2 separate regions of the Sus scrofa genome follow, and region 1 is linked to region 2. The links are chromatin contacts, called in public Hi-C maps. All regions are on one chromosome and are shown on one strand. Each heading gives the region's core, a stretch centred on a gene start, on an enhancer-like site or on the middle of the called end of the contact. The rest is flanking DNA. Distances are from core to core; before and after follow the strand shown. Region 1 overlaps LOC110262138 (a long non-coding RNA gene). Region 2 has its middle 14 kb from the start of TIGD4.

The links. A called contact is a pair of places that touch in the nucleus more often than the background predicts.
Region 1: a contact with region 2 is called in a Hi-C map of skeletal muscle, with 7 times the contacts expected there. The contact joins two enhancer-like sites. A contact is called at or near these places in 2 of 47 Hi-C or Micro-C datasets (epiblast stem cells and skeletal muscle).

The regions. Positions count from the first base shown.
Region 1 is chr8:76,699,741-76,706,180 of Sscrofa11.1, forward strand. LOC110262138 (a long non-coding RNA gene) reads right to left here. Exons shown (of 5, transcript XR_002346732.1): 3 at 4,351-4,483; 4 at 3,902-3,958; 5 at 3,039-3,642. Among named protein-coding and RNA genes, the nearest start is that of FBXW7, 220 kb to the left of the region's middle. Within about 2 kb of position 3,456, at least 6 of the 83 cell types and tissues checked have an H3K27ac peak or open chromatin away from gene starts, as enhancers often do. A contact at or near this core is called in skeletal muscle, where this site is marked.
Region 2 is chr8:76,290,003-76,295,853 of Sscrofa11.1, forward strand. No RefSeq gene overlaps it. Among named protein-coding and RNA genes, the nearest start is that of TIGD4, 14 kb to the left of the region's middle. Within about 2 kb of position 3,064, at least 4 of the 83 cell types and tissues checked have an H3K27ac peak or open chromatin away from gene starts, as enhancers often do. A contact at or near this core is called in skeletal muscle, where this site is marked.

The DNA of each region.
Region 1 (6,440 bases), core at 2,206-4,705, 410 kb after region 2:
CAGTGTTCTTTCCAGTTCAAAGATGAGACTGCAGCTCACTAGGGTCAGGTGTTGGATAACTGGCCGAGCACTGGGATTCTAACCTATGCCCTTTAAGGAGAAAAAAACCTAGAATTTTGACAGACTAACATAAGGTTTGGGGGGGAGAGAAAGGTCATTTTTAAAGGTATTTTCGGGCTCTTTGGTTGCCATTTTATTTAGTAAATCTAGTACTTTATAAAGTAAGTGAAAAAATGTGGTTCCGTCCTTCAGATTAGGTAGCCTCTGAAATAGGGTCCTCGCCACGGGTGTACCCACCGCACTCCCAGCCGTCCAAGCCTAGGTAAAGACTGAAAACACAAATGGGTGCTGCTTGGAGAGTAAATTTCCCCCAATCCTCAAGCGTGTGGTCTTAATCCCCAGGGCAGCAATCCTTTGGGCCTCATGCCGAGGGTAGCATCCACACCCGAGAACCGGACCCCAGCCTCTGCCTTCACATTAGTTCACCAGGAGGGTTATGGACACAGCTTGGAGAACCACCTTCCTAGAGACCCTTCCAGCTCTTTTGGCTGTTTCGCATTTTAATCCACAGCCCAGTAGAAGCCCAGGGACATCTGAGAGAAGTGACAGATGGAGGGAAAAGACAGAGAAACAACGTGGTTCAAGACAAGGTGAAAATTGCCTTCGACTCTAAGTGCAGGCAAGTGCCGCCTCTGGTGAGGCGGGCAGAGCCAGAGCTGTGGCCACTGTCACCTTGATGACTCAGAGGGATCAAGAACAAGGTGTGCTTCTACTTGGGGGTCTTAAAACGGCTCGATTTCTCAGGATGTGAATGTGGCTTAACTACAGCACAACTGAAGAAGATCACCATCCATAATAACATGTTAGAGATTAGCACATGTTCACAGACAAGCCAGCATCCAGATCTTGGATTTTGGCATTTTGATTTTGGGTTTTTTTTGTTTTTTGTTTTTGTCTTTTGTCTTTTTAGGGCTGCGCCCATGGCATATGGAGGTTCCCAGGCTAGGAGTCAAATCAGAGCTGTAGCCACTGGCCTACGCCACAGCCACGGCAACGCCAGATCGGAGCCACGTCTGCAACCTACCCCACAGCTCACGGCAACGCCGGATCCTTAACCCACTGAGCAAGGCCGGGGATCTAACCTGCATCCTCATGGATACTAGTTAGATTTGTTTCCGCTGAGCCACGTCGGGAAATCCGGACCTTGGTTTTGTTCAGTGATGGGAGCTGCATCATCAGATTCCTGGGCCTCGTGTTTTCTCTTCTGGTCTGTAGAGAATACCCACCTTCTGCAGTTCTTGTGGGGTTGAAATGAAACGTTTAAAGCACGTATCGCACTGATGGCACTTGTAGCTCAATTAAGTGGTAGCTACTATTAAAATGAAAATAGACCCAGATAATGGTAACTTGCTCTATTTGGGAACAATTGACTATATCTGTGACTCATTCAGGTCTATAATAAAAATAGCATTTCTCTATATATAGCCATTCACTTTTTTTAAGTCGAGCCACACAGATTTCTCAGTTGAGTCTTAGGGAAACCTTGTGAGGTAGACAGACATTGGAGCACCTGACGGTGATTTTTGTATATACTTAGGATTTAATTAAATATTATTTATGAATAAATGGATAAAATTTATTAGAGTGGATCTGCTCCTAACGGAATGAAAGTATTGTCATTGAAGTGAGAAAGGTCACAATAGAGCCCTGCCTTGGGGCCTCCTTAATGCGGAAATTCACCACCTTATGTAACCGAATTTTCAACTCTTTTTGCCAGAATAAAGGCAGTTCCCACATTTAGATGGGACGAGTTCTCAAAGATCAAACATTGCCTGAAACTGAAACTAAAATTAGGACACGGAGTAACCCATAAAAGCCCAGAGCAGGTGCTCCGTAAATATTGTTGAACTGAGCAAAGAAAATTTACTTCCTCTTTTTTTTTTTTTTTTTTTAATCGGAATTGTTGATAATTTTGACACTTGGAAACTCCCCTACTGCTATTTAAGGACCATAACTATTTTATTACTTTGCAAAAGTTATAGGCCAAATGGCTAAGTAAATGTTTCAATCTACTTGTTTCATTTCAAGAAGTAATTGACATTTAGTTGATTGTATTAACTGTTTTTAAGCCATTTTCCTGTGCCTTTTGAGCTAGTCCGTACAAAGCCTCTTTTCTGCTCTGAATTGATTGGAGGCTGTGATCAAATAACAACAGAGACCTGTATCGTTCTCTTCCCTGAAGTAAAATAGGATCAAGCACAGCTTCCACAGACCTGGGCCGAGCCTGGTTTTCCACACTCTTTTTCCCGATGCCTGCTCTGCATGTTGTGGAACACAGACACCCAGGTGGAGAGGATACCTGGCGGCGCCTGCCCGGCTCCATCCTATAAGCCCTAACACTCCGTGTTCATAGAAACCAGAAGCGAGCAGCTGTGCACAGCACAAGCGGGCTCACAGTGCATTGTTTGGGATGCCTTCTCTCAACACAGCTTTATTCATTTTCCTTCTATTCGTCACCCCCACCCCCAGTAAGATCCATTAGCATTGCCGCCTCTACTCCCTCAGACGCAGCAGCGAGCAGGATTCGACCTCATGGTCCTTGGGGGCCCCCGACAGCAGTTCTAGGAGAACCTCCACTTGTGATTCGACCCACAGCAAAAGTGATTCAGTGTTGCTGATGAACGAATTTGAATAAATCTTCTGTCGCAGGTTGTTTTAATGTTCCCTGCCTCACTGTGCTATGCAGACAGGCTGCGCGCGCGCGCGCGTGTGTGTGTGTGTGTGTGTGTGTACACAGCATACATATACAAGAATGTACTGGAACTTGGGAATAAGCCTCTTGTCCTCAGTGAGGCATAATAGCATTTCCGGTAAGCCTTTCAGCTCATCATCCATGAAGAAAAAAAAAAAGGGAATGAGCCATATGAAGCGTTGTGGCCAAAGGGAAACTTCCTATCTCTTCAGTGAGAGAGCAACGGCCTCTGTGAAGGGTGTGTGTTCACACAATGTCCTGCGTTAAGAAACCACACGGTCACAAGTTGGTGCACAGACTTTTTATTTTAGTGTTGTCTGCTGCCCGGGAGACAGATTTTAAGTTCCATCCAAAGTGGTTGCTCCCAGCTCCCCTTTTGCGGGGAGGGCCTGGCATCGATTTGAATTGCAAACAAGCATGGGGTGGCATTGTTCAAGCTCTCATTGTCCGTTCCATTAGTGCTAGTGATGCCCAAGCCAGGGGGTTCTTGCCAGCTTGGTTCCTCTGCTGCCTCCTCTTTCTAGGTGGAGGAGACCAGACATATCAAAAGGTCATTTCAAAGGGTCTTCAAAAAGAGGAAAAGCACCCAGCACTCAAAGGACTCAGAATGTACCTTTCTCCAAAGTGTAAGTATAAATAAATTCTAAATCCAGTTCCTAGGAAGACTCACTGCTGAGACGAAAGCCTGGCAACTTCCCAGGTTGCAATTGGGTATAAAAATAGTAGCGGAGTGTCTATTTCAGATGAGCTGATTCTCCCCAGGATTCTTAAGGACAAGGAACCACTGAGTGGACATTTTGATGGCTCATTCTTTGCCTGGAAAACCTATTGTGGCAAAACCTATGAAGGCTGTTTATCTTGGGGTTTTGTTTTGCTTCAGCAGTCATGCTCTGCAAAAGGAAAATTATGTCGTGCTTGCAAATCAAAGGTTCAAATACAATAGAGCACAGAAATACATTGCCAATTTACTATTTTTCTAGGAGATTCAAAGATTATAAAAGAGACATCAAACCACGATTCACCATCAGGAGTAGGTTACTTGTAAGACTTTTAAACTTATATTGATGAATCCCGTTAGGAATTCACCAAACCCTTGTGCCTTCCCAAACACAGTCAGCAAGACAGTCTAGGCCCGCTGCTCCCACGCACCTTTCATTCTGAGGATTCTCTCCATTTGTAAGGCGATTTTGAACAGCTTACGTCAATCTAGCAAGGACACAATGAGGCACAGAGATGAAGACTGCATGCAACTCTGGTAAGGCTCAGATCTGGGTTGGGGAGTTTTGTTTTTTGGTTTTGGGATTTTTGCTGCACCCATGGCACATGGAAGTTCCCGGGCCAGGGATCAAACCCTAGCTACAGCTGTGACCTACGCCACAGCTGCATCAATGCTGGATCCTTAACCCACTGTGCTGGGCCGAGGATTGGAACCTGGGCCACAGCAGTGACCCGAGCCACTGCAGAGGTGACACCAGATCCTTAACCTACTGCACCACAGTGGGAATTCTATAAATTTGGGTTTCTTACAGAAAAGAAAAAACTTACGAAGTTAGATCCAAAAGTGAACGTTTAGAATGATAAAGATTATACCAACTCACCGAGGACTTGGTAACGCAGATCCCTTTTTTCTGAGATCTCTTAGGCAATTACCAGAACTGCCTGATAGGACTGCCTGACTGCAACCTGCTTCTCCTCCCCCGTACCTCCGAGCGCGCCAGCTCTCGCAGGGACCTGTCAAAGGGGGGGCCCTGAAGCTCAGCTTCATTCAGTTTCAGGAAAGATCCCCCCCTGCTCTCCCAACCGGAATCCCCTCATCAGTAAATGGGTCACGTGCCTTGAGGATTGCACGAGACGCAGTATACGGAGCCCTCTGCATCCTGCCTGGCACAAAGGAAGCGTTCATTAGCAGGGTGCACACATTACCGCTAATATGGTTATTGCTGCTATTGTGCCATGATTATAACTTAGCATGGTGACTGGTATTTTAAATCTTTTATAATTCATTTAATCTTCTCAAATATCCCATGATATATCATGATTGGTTCTACTATACCGATGAGGAAACGGATACAGAGATGTCAGGTCACTTGCTCAAGTCCAAAAAGTTGAGAAGAACAGAACACAAAGCAAAACTTGGATTCACACCTGGGCTTGTGGCTCCAGTGCCCAAGCTCTTGACCCCTTTATTAATGTAACAACTGCCTCCAAATAAGGGAAGACCTACTATGTCATAGGTCACACACAGGTCACGCCAGCAAATGACAAATGATGAAGCCTCAGTCCCAATCCGCCCACCTGGCAGCCACATAGAGCCACAGAAGCAGGAAAGAGCCTGGATGTCCACTTGGAAAGACCGAAGAATCGTGTGTACTAGATGGTATGTAGGTGACGGTTTGGCTGTAGAGAAGCCCCTTTTATTGGGAAATTGGAATCCCCTTTTCCAGCTGGAAGTTGGAATCACTTTTTGACTCAAATTGGAGTCAAAAGAGAGGACTTTCTATAAGAAATTCACCGAGCCATGCGAACATAGGAAAAGTGGATACAATCATGTATAACAAAAGAAAGGCTGTTTCCAGATCATTTAGGGGCAAAAAATACTGCTTTTACAAAACAGGGACACTTTAGTTACACAAGAGTTCTTTTTATCCGTCACCATTGATGCCTCTGTGCCCCGCAAACCACCAGGCAAACCAGGAGCAGGTGTTTGCACTCTCGTGATTGGTACAGGGTAAATCCTCAATAAATGTTAGCAGCCATCGTTACTGTTGTTATTGTTGTTATTATTATTATCAAGAAAGACGGAGTTCCGATTGGACCCCTAGCTTGGGAACCTCCATATGCCGCGGGAGTGGCCCTAGAAAAGGCAAAAAGACAAAAAAAAAAAAAAAAGATGGTTGTATTTAAATTCTTTCTCAGCCACTTGTGTGAGTCTACAAGTTTTTGTTTGTTTGTTTGTTTTAACCATTCTGAACCTCTTTCATCATCTGCAGAGGAGAAAGTTGAGAATGCCAACGAGAGAACATAGCACCCGGTACAGTTGTGGCTCATGATGCACAATCAATGTGGTCCTCTTCAGTAGCGCCACTACCACACTAACACAGCGGGGGAGCTGGCTGGGTTTCAGGCCATCATCTCAAGCTTAGTCTAAAGAGGAGATCTGTAAGCCTTCCAGGACACAAGGCCCAAACTACCCTCCACAATGTGCCAGGAACCTGAGAGAGTTGGAAAGTAATCCAGTCTAAGATGACAATTACCTTTTTCTCTCTAAAGACCTACTTAAATAATAAATAGGTTAGAGACATTAAAGACGTAAAGAGATAAGATCCCTGGAGTTCCCGTCGTGGCTCAGCAGAAATGAATCTGACTAGCGTCCATGAGGACACAGGTTGGATCCCTGGCCTTGCTCAGTCGGTTAAGGATCCAGTGTTGTTGTGAGCTGTGGTGTGGGTCGCAGACGCAACTCGGATCCTGCATTGCTGTGGCTCTGGCTATGTCGGCAGCTGTAGCTCTGATTCCACCCCTAGCCTGGGAACCTCCATCTGCTGTGGGTACGGCCCTAAAAAGACAAAAGCCAAAAAAAAAAAAAAAAAAAAAGAGAGAGAGGGAAAGAGAAAGAGAGAAGATCCCAAAAGGGGAGCAGGAGAGGAGAGCCAGGTAGACCAAAGATTTCACCACCTCTAGATGAAGA
Region 2 (5,851 bases), core at 1,814-4,313:
TTTCCTTTACACTAATGTAAAGCATAACCTGGAAGGAAAGAACATGCTTGTGGAACAAGCAGAAAAGATCATCCTGTAAGATACAAGTCTGCAAAACGAGAGAGTACATTTCAGAGCCCTCTGGTGTCCTAGTGGGTTAAGGAGCCGGTGTTGTCACTGCTGTGGCTTCGGTCACTGCTGTGGCACAGGTTCGATTCCTGGGCCTGGGAACTTCCGCATGCGTGGCTTCGGCTACCAAAAAAAAAGAAAAGAAAAGTAAATAGATTTCGACAATCTCATATTAACATTCCTTTTTTATTTTTAAAAATTGTATTATAGTTGATTTATAATGCTGTATTAATTTCTGCTTTATAACAATGTGATTCAGTTATATCTACATACACAGATCCATTCTGTTTCAGATTCTCTCCCATGTAGGTTACTGAAGAATCATATTAACATTCTTTTTCGTGTGTGTCTTTTTAGGGCCAAACCCATGGCATATGGAGGTTCCCAGGCTAAGGAGTGAATCGGAGCCACAGCTGCAGGCCTACACCACAGCCACAGCAACTCCAGATTCAAGCCACATCTGCGACCTATACCACAGCTCATGGAAATGCTGGATCCTTAACCTTCTGAGTAAGACTAGGGGCTGAACCTGAGTCCTCATGTATCCTGGCCAGGTTCATCAACTGCTGAGCCACGAAGGGAACTCCCCACGTTAACATCCTTGATTCCCTCCCTGATGCTTCTCTACAAATATTCTGACTACTGTAAGGAAGCACAATAATTGAGTAATAACCAGGGTTCTCCTCATGCTTTGTTTTGAGGTGTGGTTTTTTTCGGGGGCAGCTTGAATTATGTTAGTTCAATGCTCTCAAATGTCTTCATTGGAAATTACCATCCTCCTTGGAATAAAACATTTTCAATATTATTGGGAAAAGGTGGATAATCCACGTGAATGCTATGTATTGAAAGGGTCAAGCCTCAAAAGGAGGATTTGAAAACACCTTTTGGAAGGAAAAAAACATGACAAAAAGGCAAAATAAATGTTTAAAAACAAATGACTGTCTAATAAAAAATATCCCCCTCTTTTTTTTCCCCCCTTGATCTGATATAGTAACAAGCCGTGTTGTTCTTTGTCAAAGGCCGGGGCTCGAGAAGGAAGAGGAAAATATATTTTAGGACACGTAAAGCACAGCAGATAAAATTCGTTCTCTAATTTTTTTTATCTTGGATCATTTCTTTGGTGTTTTAATCACATTCTGCAGCTATCCTTAGAACAGAAGACAGAATATATATTTTTAGAACTGTTCACTGTCCCCTCCAAATTCTGTTGGCACTTAAGTTGACCACTGTTCGCAGCTGGAGTGTCTTTCACTGCTTTGTGATAAAGTCATTAACGGGAGCAGAAGTCTTTAAAATTATTCACTGAAAACCTGTTTTTCTTCTCCACCTCCGCCTTATCTAATTAAAGAGAAGCCAGACTTCTTAAAAACGAACTTTATCTCACTTAATGCCGCTAGTTAGAAAATGATGCCTTTGATTTTTATTTTCTGTAAGAGCCTTTCCCACAAGCTCAGGCAACTGTTTTTTTTTTTTTTTAATTTCAATAATGTGTGTACTGTGCTCATCAGTTCAAAAACTTCTGCATCTAGGAAAGGCAGGGCTCCTAATTAACTGCCCAGAGAATGGTTTCACTGTGTGGGAACTGGGCAAGGAATTGTAGAGGGTTTTGTGAGACCTCAGGGAGATGATACTGTGTTGCTAATCAGGCAAATGAAAAAGGGAACACTTTTTAATGACTTAGCAGCCCACTCCTGTGAGGGCTCCAGATGTTCAAAGCTCTCAAGAGCAGCTCTAGAAATCCTTGTCAAGTTCCACAGGGCAATGGGATCTTTATATAAGCCAGCCGTACTACCGGTGGGTTTTGGGTTTTCTTCTCTCAATTTTGAAATTGTTAAAGGCACATTTTTTTGGAGTTGTTTATTTTGAAATTAGTGAAAAATGCATTGAAATATGAGACATACTTCAAATAATAGTAATTTGAAAGAATCTACATCTCTCCTATTACATGTGTGTGCTTGGATTTTTTAGCTTTTTTTATTTTTTATTTTTGTCTTTTTAGGGCCGCTCCCACAACATATGGAAGTTCCCAGACTAGGGGTCAAATCGGAGCTGCAGCTGCCAGGCTACACCACAGCCACAGCAATGCGGGATCTGAGCTGCATCTGTGACCTACACCAGAGCTCACAGCAACGCTGGATCCTTAACCCACTGAGCGAGGACAGGGATGGAACCCAAGTCCTCACGGATACTAGTCGGGTTCGTTACTGCTGAGCCATAACGGGAACTTGATCTTCTATTAAATTTAAAAGTAGTGGGTAACAAGATTACCTGTGTTTTTAAATCTCTTTTGATTAACAACCCCTTCTGAGAATCCAAATAAAGCTTTCGATTTTCTCCAGAAAAAAAGACATGCATATAAAATTTGCTTAAGATTTTTGGAGATTCACTATTAAGAAACCCTGCTTTGGAGTTCCCTGGTGACTCCAAAGGTTAAGGATCTGGCATTGTCACTGCAGTGGCTTGGATTCAATCCCTGGCCAGGGAACCAACTTCTGCATGCAGTGGGCTTGGCAAAAAAAAAAAAAAAAAAAAAAAAAAAAAAAAAAAAGAAAAGAAAAGAAAAAGAAACCCTGCTTCATCTTTCCACCATATATAAAGTCTTCATTATTAAAAGCTATACAAAATGTTAAAAAAAACTTAGTCTCTGAGGAGATTAAGCTAATATCCCTAATATCCCTCTTCTTCTGCAAGCACATCGAATAAATACTTAAAGTCATTTTACCGATAAATACTTAGAAAAATTTTAATAGAATTATTTTTCTAAACTTGTGTTTGAGTTGAGCGATTTGGACTTTTCACATTTTTTTTAACTTTCTTCTTTAAATGTTATTTTTACTAGCTTGCTTGTGTATTTTTATAAGGAATTAACTCCCCTTGACAAATCCAATTAATAAATAGAACTGTCTGAAGGTTTGGCTCTCTAGAAGCCAAACAGAGTCTGGAATTAGTCCCAGGATGAATCTCTGTCACCAGGACTTGCTCATGTGACACTCCCTGGTAGTGTCATCTAGTGAAGCATCTGAAACACAACGTTTAAAAACTGAACACTTCTGACCCCAAGCTGACCTCCTAGGAATGATGTCTCTTCTGTTTTCAGAGCAAAGAAAATAACGATTCAATCACAGAACATAATTAGTTGAGCTGTTTTGGAACTGGAAGGAACACTGTCACACAGGGGTAAAATATTATTACCAGCGCCTTCTGTGCCAGTGCATTATGTTAGACAGTGCAAGGGGAGAAAGAGGAGCTCAAGACCTCCTCCTGGAGTTCCCACTGTGGCGCAGTGGGTTAAGGATCCGGCATTGCTGCAATAGCAGCTGGAATTTGATCCCTGACCCAGGAATTCCCTCATGCCTTGGGTGCAGCCAAAAAAAAAAAAAAAAATCTCTTGAGTTTCCATTGTGTCTTGGCAGTAATGAAACCGACTTGTATCCATGAGGAGGAAGGGTTGATTCCCTGACCCCACGTAGCGGGTTAAGGATCTGGCGATGTCGTGAGCTGTGGTGAAGGTCGCAGATGTGGCTCGGATCTAGCGTTGCTGTGGCTGTGGTGAAGGCGGGCAGCTACAACTCCGATTCGACTCCTAACCTGGGAACTTCCATATGCTGCAGGTGCAGCCCTAAAAAGACCAAAAAAAAAACCCCCCAAAAAACGAAAAACCAAATCTCGTCCCTACTTTAGATTTTGCCATCTGTCAAAGACAGAATAAACACACTGGGTGATAAAACCCATTGTGTGCTCTTTCAAATCAGTGTGGCAAAAGAATTCCTAGAGTACAGGGCGTGAGCTTGGTGTGAGCTGCTATAGCCAGGAAGCTTTCCTGCAGAGGGTCCCAGGCCTAGGCAGGTGAAGTGCTGGGCAGTAAATCCAGACTGGAAGAATCCAGAGAGTTTTTTTGCAGAGGTGGGGTGGGGTGCATTGTTTTGTTTTGGCTATGCCTGTGGCCTGCAAAATTTCCTGGGCCAGGGATCGAGCACATGACACAGCAGCGACAACTTAGAATTGTTAACCAGGGAACTCCTGGAAGTTTTTTTGGTTTTTGTTTGTTTGGTTTTTGTCTTTTGCCTTGTCTTTTTTTTTTTTTTTTAAATATGGTCACAGCAGCAGCATGTGGAGGTTCCCAGGCTAGGGGTTAATTGGAGCTGTTGCCACCGGCCTATGCCACAGCCACAGCAACACAGGACCCGAGCCACGTCTGTGACCTACACCACAGCTCCACAGCAAGGCCAGATCCTTAACCCACTGAGCGAGGCCAGGGATCGAACCTCACAGTTCCTAGTCGGATTCGCTTCCGCTGTGCCACGATGGGAACTCCCCTCCTGGAGGTTTTTAATTTGCTATTTTCTGTGCTGTATATCAGGAAGAAAAAGTGTACATTTACAGAGTCTCCGAATGTTGGAAAGGACAAGTCCTGTAAGTCACCGGGGCTTTGGACAGGTTGTAGAACATCCACACAAGTCCACCCCTGAGCGCTTAGAGCTCCGATGAGAAAATGTCCTTCTGGTCTATGTGTACTTGGAATCCTCGCAAGGACACTGAAAAGAGAGTAGTTCCTGCCATAGATAAGGAAAAGTTAGACTGGCCTAAGGTCGGCACGTCTGTTAAGATCACTGGGTAGGGCTGGATGGAAGATCAAGTAGAGAATAAAAGCGCTGAGGTCAGGAGAATTATTTTGGGAGCTAGAAGTTCGGATCAGGCATGTTAAGGAGTGGCTGGAAAGGCATCCAGCTCGTGTTACCTTTTTCTGCTCCATCGGCAACAGCAAGACGACTTACTTACCCGGAGCACAACTCTGCCCACCTGCCAGGGTGTGAAGGAAGGACAAATCACACAGTCCCCTCCCCATACACACCCGCCCACACCCCTCTAAACTTACTGTTTGGTTTACTTTCTGATGGTTCAGTTTCTTAGTAACTTTAACCTTAACCAATTTAAGGATGAAAGTTACTCTAGTCTATTCAAAAATCAAGTCCCACTCCTCACCCCACTCCCGATTCCAAGCCATTAATACTTAAGGCACCACCTCAACCAGATTTGTGCTACTAATAAGGTCTTATGTAGGTGGGAAAAAAACCACTAGGTTTTATTTATTTATTTCATTTATTTGTTTTTTGCTTTTGGCCATGTCTGTGGCATGCTGAAGTTCCTGGGCTAGGGATCAGCCAGGGATTGAAACTGCAACAAAGCAGTAACAATGGCAGATCCTTAACCTTCTGTGCTACCAAGGAATTCCCCGTGTGTTTTTTTTAAATTGAAGTACAGTTGATTTACAATGTTGTATTAGCTTCTGTTGTAGAGCAAAATGATTCAGTTGTACATATATACATTCTTTTCCTGATTCTTTTCCATTATAGGTTGTTACAAGATATTCAATATAGCTCCTATGCTGTAAGAAGGTCCTTGTTGTTTATCTATTTTATACATAGTAATTCATATCTGCTAATCCCACTCTCCTAATTTATCCCTTCTTTTCTTTTCCCCTTTGGGAAACAAGTTGGTTTTCTATGTCTGTGAGTCTGTTTCTGTTTTATAAGTAAGTTCATTTGTATCATATATTTAGGTTCCACACATAAGTGATATCATATTTGTCTTTTTCCGTCTGACTTCACTTAGTATGAGAATCTCTAGGTCCAGCCATGTTGCTGTAAATGGCATCATTTCATTCTTTTTTATGGCTGAGTAGTAGTCCATTGTCTATATATACCACATCTTCTTTATCTATTTCTCTGTTAATGGACATTTA